Linked DNA regions of Hordeum vulgare: all the other regions are linked to region 1. The links are chromatin contacts, called in public Hi-C maps. All regions are on one chromosome and are shown on one strand. The core of a region is the stretch at or near the end of the contact, and the rest is flanking DNA. Distances in the headings are between cores, read along the strand shown. Region 1 holds the start of LOC123448633 (lysine-specific demethylase JMJ25-like). Region 2 has its middle 55 kb from the start of LOC123446486. Region 3 holds the start of LOC123448635 (dormancy-associated protein homolog 3).

Region 1 (2,516 bases), core at 5-2,504:
GGCTCACAGATTAATACAACCACCCACAGGTACAGGTACCCCAGATACAAATGCTTCCGAGGATACCCAACTGAAGTGAGAGTTTGACGAGGATAGTGGGAGGGTGTATGTGACGTATCTCGAGGACTAGAGGCACTTGGTCGTGATCATGGGCCTAGCAAGGCGGGATAGCATTGGCTTTTGTCGTTTATCTTGTCCGTAGTCGGACCCTGTTTTTTTTATGTCTGCAATACGTATGACTTTATGGATCTGTAATTTAGCTTGTGGCGAGTGTAAGCCGAATCTTATTACTCTTCCATCTATTATGTAATGCAATGTTTATCTTGCTTGCGAAACGCTTAGATGCGACCTTTTCCCTTTTGAGGCCTCGTCCCCAAATAAGAAAATTGCCGCATCTTGCACGTTACAAATCGATTACTTGATTTAATGCTCTAAATTTACAACATATGAGAGACCAAATGAATGAAAGAATATATTATTGTCCCTATGCAGCAACATGGACGTCCCATCTTTGAAAATATAACTTATACAGGCGTGGGGATCAATTGGATCTTTGATTGAGTCATTTTTTTATTGACCTCCTCTCTGGTCTGGATGAAATCAAATTGGAGTTACAATTCAATTTTGTTAAGTTATTTTACTCTACTCGACATAAGATAGATGGGATCACGCTTTGTAGGATTTGAACCTACGACATTGGGTTTTGGAGACCAGCAACATCATAAATATTGTGTATCTATTTAATTCATATATATTGAGGATCATTTTTTTTTTATATTGGCGTGCATCTCATTTGCTTAACATTTGAGACACGTGCATGATTATTACTCCTTCTATACTTAAATACTTATAGTTAAGAAAAACCAGACTAGTTCTAAGTATTTTGATATGGAGGAAGTAGATAGTAAAGATGAAGATTTATCGTCGTACTACCTTTTCCATTTCTCCCGCCCACATCCATTGAGCACGCCCTGCCCACCCAAGCAGAGCCCCGAACCAGACCGTCTCCCCCCTGCAACCCTGACCAGGCAGGGGGCAGACTGGGTAACTCCGCCCTGTCTTCCTTCCCCTGCGCAGGTGCTCACACACGCGCAAGCGCAACCAGATGCTGCTCTTCCCCGAGCACGCAGGCAAAGGCAAAGGCACCACCCACCACCAAATAGGAAGGGAAGTTACTCCAGCACCACCAGCAGCACAGCACAGCAGTCGGGACTCGGGAGGGAGGGAGGGAGAAAGGCGGGCGAGGAGAGAGACCAGGCCAGGGCAGGGCAGGGCCGGAGATGGATGGAGACTTGTTGCAGCGCAGCCCACTACAAAGCTCCAAATTACAACACGGAGCCCAACCACCACTTATACGCCACCGCCACCACCATCGCCACCACCACCATTACACGCACTTTTCCCTCCCCGATCTCCTCCCCAAACCCTAGCCCCCCTCCCCTCCTCTCCCCTCCCCTCGGATCGGCGCATGGCCGTGTCCTAGGCGTGACGGGCCGGGGGATGGACGCCGTGCCGGAGGACCTCCGCTGCAAGCGCTCCGACGGCAAGCAGTGGCGCTGCAGCGCCCCCTCCATGCCCGACAAGACCGTCTGCGAGAAGCACTACGTCCAGGCCAAGAAGCGCGCCGCCTCCTCCGCGCTACGCGCCACGCTCCGCAGGTCCTCCCCCTCCTACGCCGCCGCGTCCTACCCGCCGCCCCACGAGGGCGACTCCGACGCCGACGCCGACCTGCCCCTGCACCTGCCAATGGCTGTCGCGAGGCCCTTCTACGGCAGGCTCGTCGGGGAGCCTGTCTACGTGGCGGAGCCGGCGGTGCGGAGGGGGCCACCCCTCAACAATGCTATCGGCTCGCGCACCGCAGCGGTCAGTTGGTTTTACCTTTTTCTTTTCTTTTGCGGCTTGCGCTGCTTTGGGTGCTCATGTTGATTCGTGTCGACGACGTCAGGAGCTGGTCGGGAGACCCTATGTAGGGCTGCAAGGCTGTGCGGAGGTGAAGACGAGTTGCCACCAATGCCGGAGGAGTGTCAATGCCGTTTGGTGTACCAGCTGTGACAGGAGGGGGTATTGCGACGGCTGCATCTCCAGATGGTATTTTGCGATATCGATTCTACTGTTTTACACTTATGATTATTAAGAAGAAGAGTGCCAATCTTGATTGAAGAATAGTTCCATCCTAGAGGAAGGCCCTTGTCCATAGGAACTGCCAAATCATAGGAACTACTCTAGGGCATTCTTGTTGGAACATGTTGCTGAAGCACATGGAGATGTTCCTGGTTTGTGTCTTGTCCTGTAATTTCAGAAGCATAGCCTCCGCATTGGCCTTTTAAAGCAAAAAATAAATAATCATTACTGTATCTTGAATTCTTGACTCATAACAATAAAAAGTTAATGTTCCACAACTCATGTGATTTATTTTTTCTGTTGGTCCCTTCTCAAGAACAAGCTGAATATGACCTAATTGAAAAGAGAATCAGATCTGATCGCACCCAAGTGCATTTACAAAATATCAAGTACAA
Region 2 (2,516 bases), core at 9-2,508, 900 kb before region 1:
TTGCGTGTATGAATTAAAACCTACAAAAATCACAAAATGCCACCTCATCGCAAAATAGCACTTCTGCAAACTTGCTCAAAAGTAAAAAAGAACAACACCACCATTAGATTCCTTGGAAAATACTACCCCTAATCCATATATCATACTCATATGTTCCTATACATAAATTGTTCACAAACTTTAAATGAAAATAGCACCACAATCCTATCTGACTTATAATTCAAAACTTAACTAAACTAGGCACTACCGAATCTGGCATATTCAGATTTGGAATGTTTCCAATTCTGACAGGAATCCAAAACAATAGAGTGTAAAGTTGAGACAGTTATTTTGGGACGGAGGGAGTAACAGATAAAATAAATGAAACACGGACGGGGGAGGGGGGTCGAACCCACAACCTACGGAGCCAAAACAGCGGCTAGTACCACAGCGCTACAAATCGAGCATGTGACGGAAGAGGGGTTCTGCTCCTCTTAGCTGACCCTCTCGGGGTGACGCCACCGGGTGGCAGAACCGCGGCGACTCCGGGGACTATAGCGCAATGGCGGCAGCCTCTGGAGAGGGGATCTACTACCGGGAGTTGTGGGGGTAGGAGGAACCAGTTCCCGTGGCTACTAGCACCTATACGCTGCTGTAGCGAGGAGCTCGAGCACGAGCTCCTGCTCGGCTCGGGAGTGGAGCGCTATGGCGGATACGACGACCAGAATGCGACGGCAATGAGCCTAACACAGAAAGAGAGGGGTATAGGGACATGATTATCATAGAGGGGAGGCGCGAAGACGCGGGCGAGGCAATGCGCGACGCAACCGGGGCGAGGAAGAAGAGCCGCAAGTGTACTCTGTCCACGACATTGAAGATGTTGGGGACGGCGATGAGGAGGCGTGCTTCTCCTCCTAACACCGGGAACGGACCGAGGGGGTCTCCGGCGTGCAGAAGGACACAGCAGATAGCAACGCGGGCGCCATCGGAGGCGATCGACGGCGACGGAGACAACCGGCGGGCTTCTGCTCTCTCTCTCTGAACTTCTCTCTGTCTCTCTGAATCTCTTTGCACGGGGAAGGATAAAGGGAGAGGGAGGAGATGGCGGCGGCGCGACAGGAGGGTGGGCCCTAGGGGCTGCGCGTGGCTTTATAGGGAGCTGACCTTGACGTCCGCGGTGCTCTCACGACATCGCGCTCTCTCTCTCTCTCTTGCTGTCTCCGACAAGAAGGAGAGGGACGACGGGGCTGGTTGCCTTCTAGCGGGTAGCTGGTCTACGGCAGGCGGCTAGTTGGGTTGCGGCTGTGCAACTAGTTGCGCGTACAGCGGGGAAAGGGCCCAGGAGGGCTACGGGTGCTCTCTCTCTCAGAAAAGATTAAAAGGGGGGTTTTCCTTTTTTTGATAAAAACAGAACAATCCAAAATTTATAGAACACAAATAGAGAGGGGTTTTGCCAAAATAAAAATACTTTTGGACTCCCAGCAATAAGAACTAATTATAAAAATGAACTTGGTATTTTTAGAGCAACAAAATAAAACCCACATTTATTTATTATAGCAATCCCTTTTGCTAGAAGTAATAGCAAAATATCTCAACATGGTTGAGAGCTAACTTTTACAATTATAAACGGAATATTTAAGAGAGGTGCAACATTTTTAAGAATTTAATTGAGCAACTTTTAAACCACACATTGCTACTAAGTGAATAAGAGGGGGTTTTCCTAGTTTGAAGAAACAATTGGTTCGCATAGTTTGAAAACAAAATGGGCTAAGACCCACTCACCGCTAACAAGCACACATCACCACACTCTCACATAGCACATCAACCACCAAGCAAGCATGAGGCAAGACTAGAATGATGACATGATGCTTATGATGACACGATGCAAAAAAATCTCATGAAGCAAATCTCATTAATACCCAAGCACATATGGCAAGGTTGGAAGGTTCACACGACATATATAACAAATTAGGCAAGAGGTGCACTTGGGCTGTACTCTTGTTGCCGGCTTACCCAACAAGTCAGCTTCTTACAATCTACAAGATGAGGTGCCTCATAGTCCAACTGTGTCTTATCATTAGGCTGGTATTTTCAAACAACCTCTCAATCCCGCTCATTCATATTATCATGAATCACCCCCTTCATCTGGTGAATCATCTGCCACGAAGTTACCATCCTTTGTTATCAACCACAGGTAAGTTTTTCCTTCTTTGTATCATATGTTTGCTTGCTAAAACTCTGAGTTTGCATATATTTTATCCTACCCTCTTGTTTTGTAGGGCGAGGGCCAAGAAAAGTAACCTTGGCGAGTCAATTACTAACCCTGAAGTCGTTGAGCCATAAAATCCAGACACGACGGCTCGTGAAGCCCCTAAGCGTGTTGAAAAACATCAGGAAATCCAAGTCGATTTGCCTCCTCATCCTATACGAAAAAAAGTTGCTACTTCGACTATGGATGTTCAAACTGACCTCGTAATTGATCCCGATCCGCCCGTTCCTCAGGAACCCATTGCAGATGTTTCTTGTGACAAGCATGT
Region 3 (2,516 bases), core at 8-2,507, 620 kb before region 1:
TATATGTTATAATCTAATGAAGCTAATTTGGTATTGTAGAAGATTTTGGTATATTTTTCTACAAACTTGGTCAAACATATTGTCTTAGGACAAACCTAGAACTTCAAGTATTTTGGAATGGAGAAGTATGAACTCTTCTGTGCACTCTGAAGACTTGGTGACCAATTAGAAATAGTATTAGTAGATCTATGCTCTTGGCTTAACGAACGGTCCACTGCTGGCTTCGCTATCGAACGTCAAGTGGGGTCGGGAGAGCTGGCTTCAATTAGGCCAACAGTCCAACACCCCCATTGACAACTTCACGCACACAAGGAGTACTAGATAAAAGCAGCTCAAACGTATCCCATTTTTATTCTTCTATCTACAAACAGAAAGGCGTCCGCTATTTTGTCTTGGAAGGCAAACCTTACAGCCTGATGGTTACACTTATCCGGTTGCTGCTGCATTTCAAAGGCACCACATAAATGGTAACTTATCGAACACGATGATATACAGTCATGATCCGACGAAAGAGACATGAGAGCTAAAGCACTTGCCCGGGCAGAAATGTCCAAAATGTCCCTAGCCTCATCTAGACTCTTCCGAACTCGAGGACAAAAGCCACATAGACGAAAGCTACCCATCCCGAGCATTCCCCGTCGCACACATCGACGGGGCGTCCAGAAGTGACCGAACTGCCCCCTACGAAGAAAAAAGTTAATGCGAGAAGTTGGATGGGGGGCACGGGAACTCACCGCCGCCGGCGAACGGGGAGATGGGCGGCGTGGATCCTAGCGGGGAGGCTGGCGGCGTGCTGGCCGCGCTCCTCGGCGACGAGGGGTACCCCACCGGCCGCTTAATCATGATGCTGCGAGTAACTTTCATCGGCGCATCCCCGCCGCTGGCCGGCGTCGTAGGTGGGATCACCGTCGCAGCGTCCGGAGCCACATCTGAATGACCCAACGCGACAAAAAAACAACAACACAGGAGCTAGTCAGATTGATAGTACAAAGATCTGGCGAGGGTTAACTATAAGTCGACTTTTAGCGGGCAGCGGTCACCGTTGATCTTGACGGCGGCGGGGCGGGCGGCGAGTTTGCGGAGGCGGCCGAGGCCGGTGTCCGGTTGGGGCCCCGCGACGGTGTCATCCCACAGCTTGTCGAGGAGACCCATACCTCGTCTCTCCAATTACCAGACTGCCACTGAGATGGATGGACCGATCCGAACACCCAACAACCAGTCTCCCCAAGTTTTCGGATCTGAGAGAAGGAGAAGATTGCGAGTGAAACGAGCGGGAGCTTATTTATAGAGCAGCTTGGCCTTTCCTCCCGAAACTGTGAACCTGGTCTACGGAGCTCTGTGGGAATGCAGGTGGGCCCAAACTGACATCTCTCCTTGCGGGGCTGCAAAGCGTTGGCGGGGGCGCAGGTGGGCCCCGTTGCGGATAAGATCGATGGGTTGTGCTCGCGGGATGGCCCTCGTGCCGGCCTCTCACGACGCGCCAGGTAGGAGACCGCCATACCGGGCGTCACGTGAGTAGGTGACGAGCCTGCGCCCACCCGATGGGTAAAAGCAACTACAACCACGCGGTTCAAACAAGGGAAACGTTTTCCGCTGTTCGTTCGATCCCTAGATGGAGCATGTGTCTAGCTCATCGCATCTCTTTTTTCAGTTTTTTTTCCTTACCTTCTTCTTCCTTCCTCTCCCCCTTCCTCCCGCAACCTCAGGTGTCGTCGGCGAGCGCCGCGGCTTCTTCATCGACAGCCGCCGTATCTGACGGCGGTGACTGAGGGTGACCATGCGAGATGTTGCAGCCGAAGCGACGGTTGAAACTTTTTCCATCTATGGTTGAAGTTTTTTCTGTCAACGTTTGCAACCTTTCCCTCGTTGAAGTATTTGGTTGAAGCTTTTTTTCTTAACGGTTGAAGCTTTTTTATATACGGTTAAAACTTTTTGCTTTCAAGGTCGAAGTTTTTTTGTAAACGTTTGAAACCTTTTTCGTTTTTGAGCAGCACTTGGTTAAAGCTCTCTCTATCATTTGGTTGAAACTTTTTTCATCTAAGGTTGAAACATTTGGTGTCAGCGGATGTATCTTTCCCTGATTCGCAGTGCCAGTTGAAGCTATTTCCATTTAGGGTTGAAGCTTTTTCATCTGGGGGTTGAAGCTTTTTTTCCAGCGTTTGCAACACAGGGGGTGAGGTGCGACCGATGAGGTGAAGACCGACGGGCATGAGCAGCGGCGAGTGCGCCGACGAGCGACGGGGGCAACGAATGGTCCGGGCGAGCTCAGTCCCGGAGTGCGGGGCAGCCGGCGCGACGAGCGGTCTGGACGAGCTGAGTCGCGGAGCTGCATCCATGGTGCTTCGACGGGCGGCCGAGGCGTCGAGCGTCGGAGACGAGCTGCATCCTTGAAGCTCCAACCGGCGGCCAGGGCGGCGAGCGGCCGGGGGCGAGCTGAGTGCCGGAGCGCGGGGCGGCCCCGACGCGGCGGTCGGCGCGGCGAGCGCTCGGGGCATAGCAGATCGGGTGGCTAGGGG

Evidence for each region. A called contact is a pair of places that touch in the nucleus more often than the background predicts.
Region 2: a contact with region 1 is called in a Hi-C map of leaf, with 2.3 times the contacts expected there. The contact joins the enhancer-like site here to the promoter of LOC123448633 in region 1. A contact is called at or near these places in 2 of 6 Hi-C or Micro-C datasets (leaf and seedling).
Region 3: a Hi-C map of seedling shows a contact between it and region 1, with 5 times the contacts expected there. The contact joins the promoter of LOC123448635 here to the promoter of LOC123448633 in region 1. A contact is called at or near these places in 3 of 6 Hi-C or Micro-C datasets (leaf and seedling) and 1 of 1 datasets of contacts at active chromatin or transcription factors (embryo).

Annotation. Positions count from the first base shown.
Region 1 is chr4H:366,087,759-366,090,274 of MorexV3_pseudomolecules_assembly, reverse strand. It overlaps LOC123448633 (lysine-specific demethylase JMJ25-like), which reads left to right and starts at 1,254. Exons shown (of 13, transcript XM_045125595.1): 1 at 1,254-1,863; 2 at 1,946-2,088. The coding sequence starts at 1,285.
Region 2 is chr4H:366,985,908-366,988,423 of MorexV3_pseudomolecules_assembly, reverse strand. No RefSeq gene overlaps it. Among protein-coding and RNA genes, the nearest start is that of LOC123446486, 55 kb to the left of the region's middle. Within about 2 kb of position 1,258, at least 3 of the 3 cell types and tissues checked have open chromatin away from gene starts, as enhancers often do. A contact at or near this core is called in leaf and seedling, where this site is marked.
Region 3 is chr4H:366,706,020-366,708,535 of MorexV3_pseudomolecules_assembly, reverse strand. It overlaps LOC123448635 (dormancy-associated protein homolog 3), which reads right to left and starts at 1,257. Exons shown (of 3, transcript XM_045125596.1): 1 at 1,041-1,257; 2 at 735-929. The coding sequence starts at 1,152.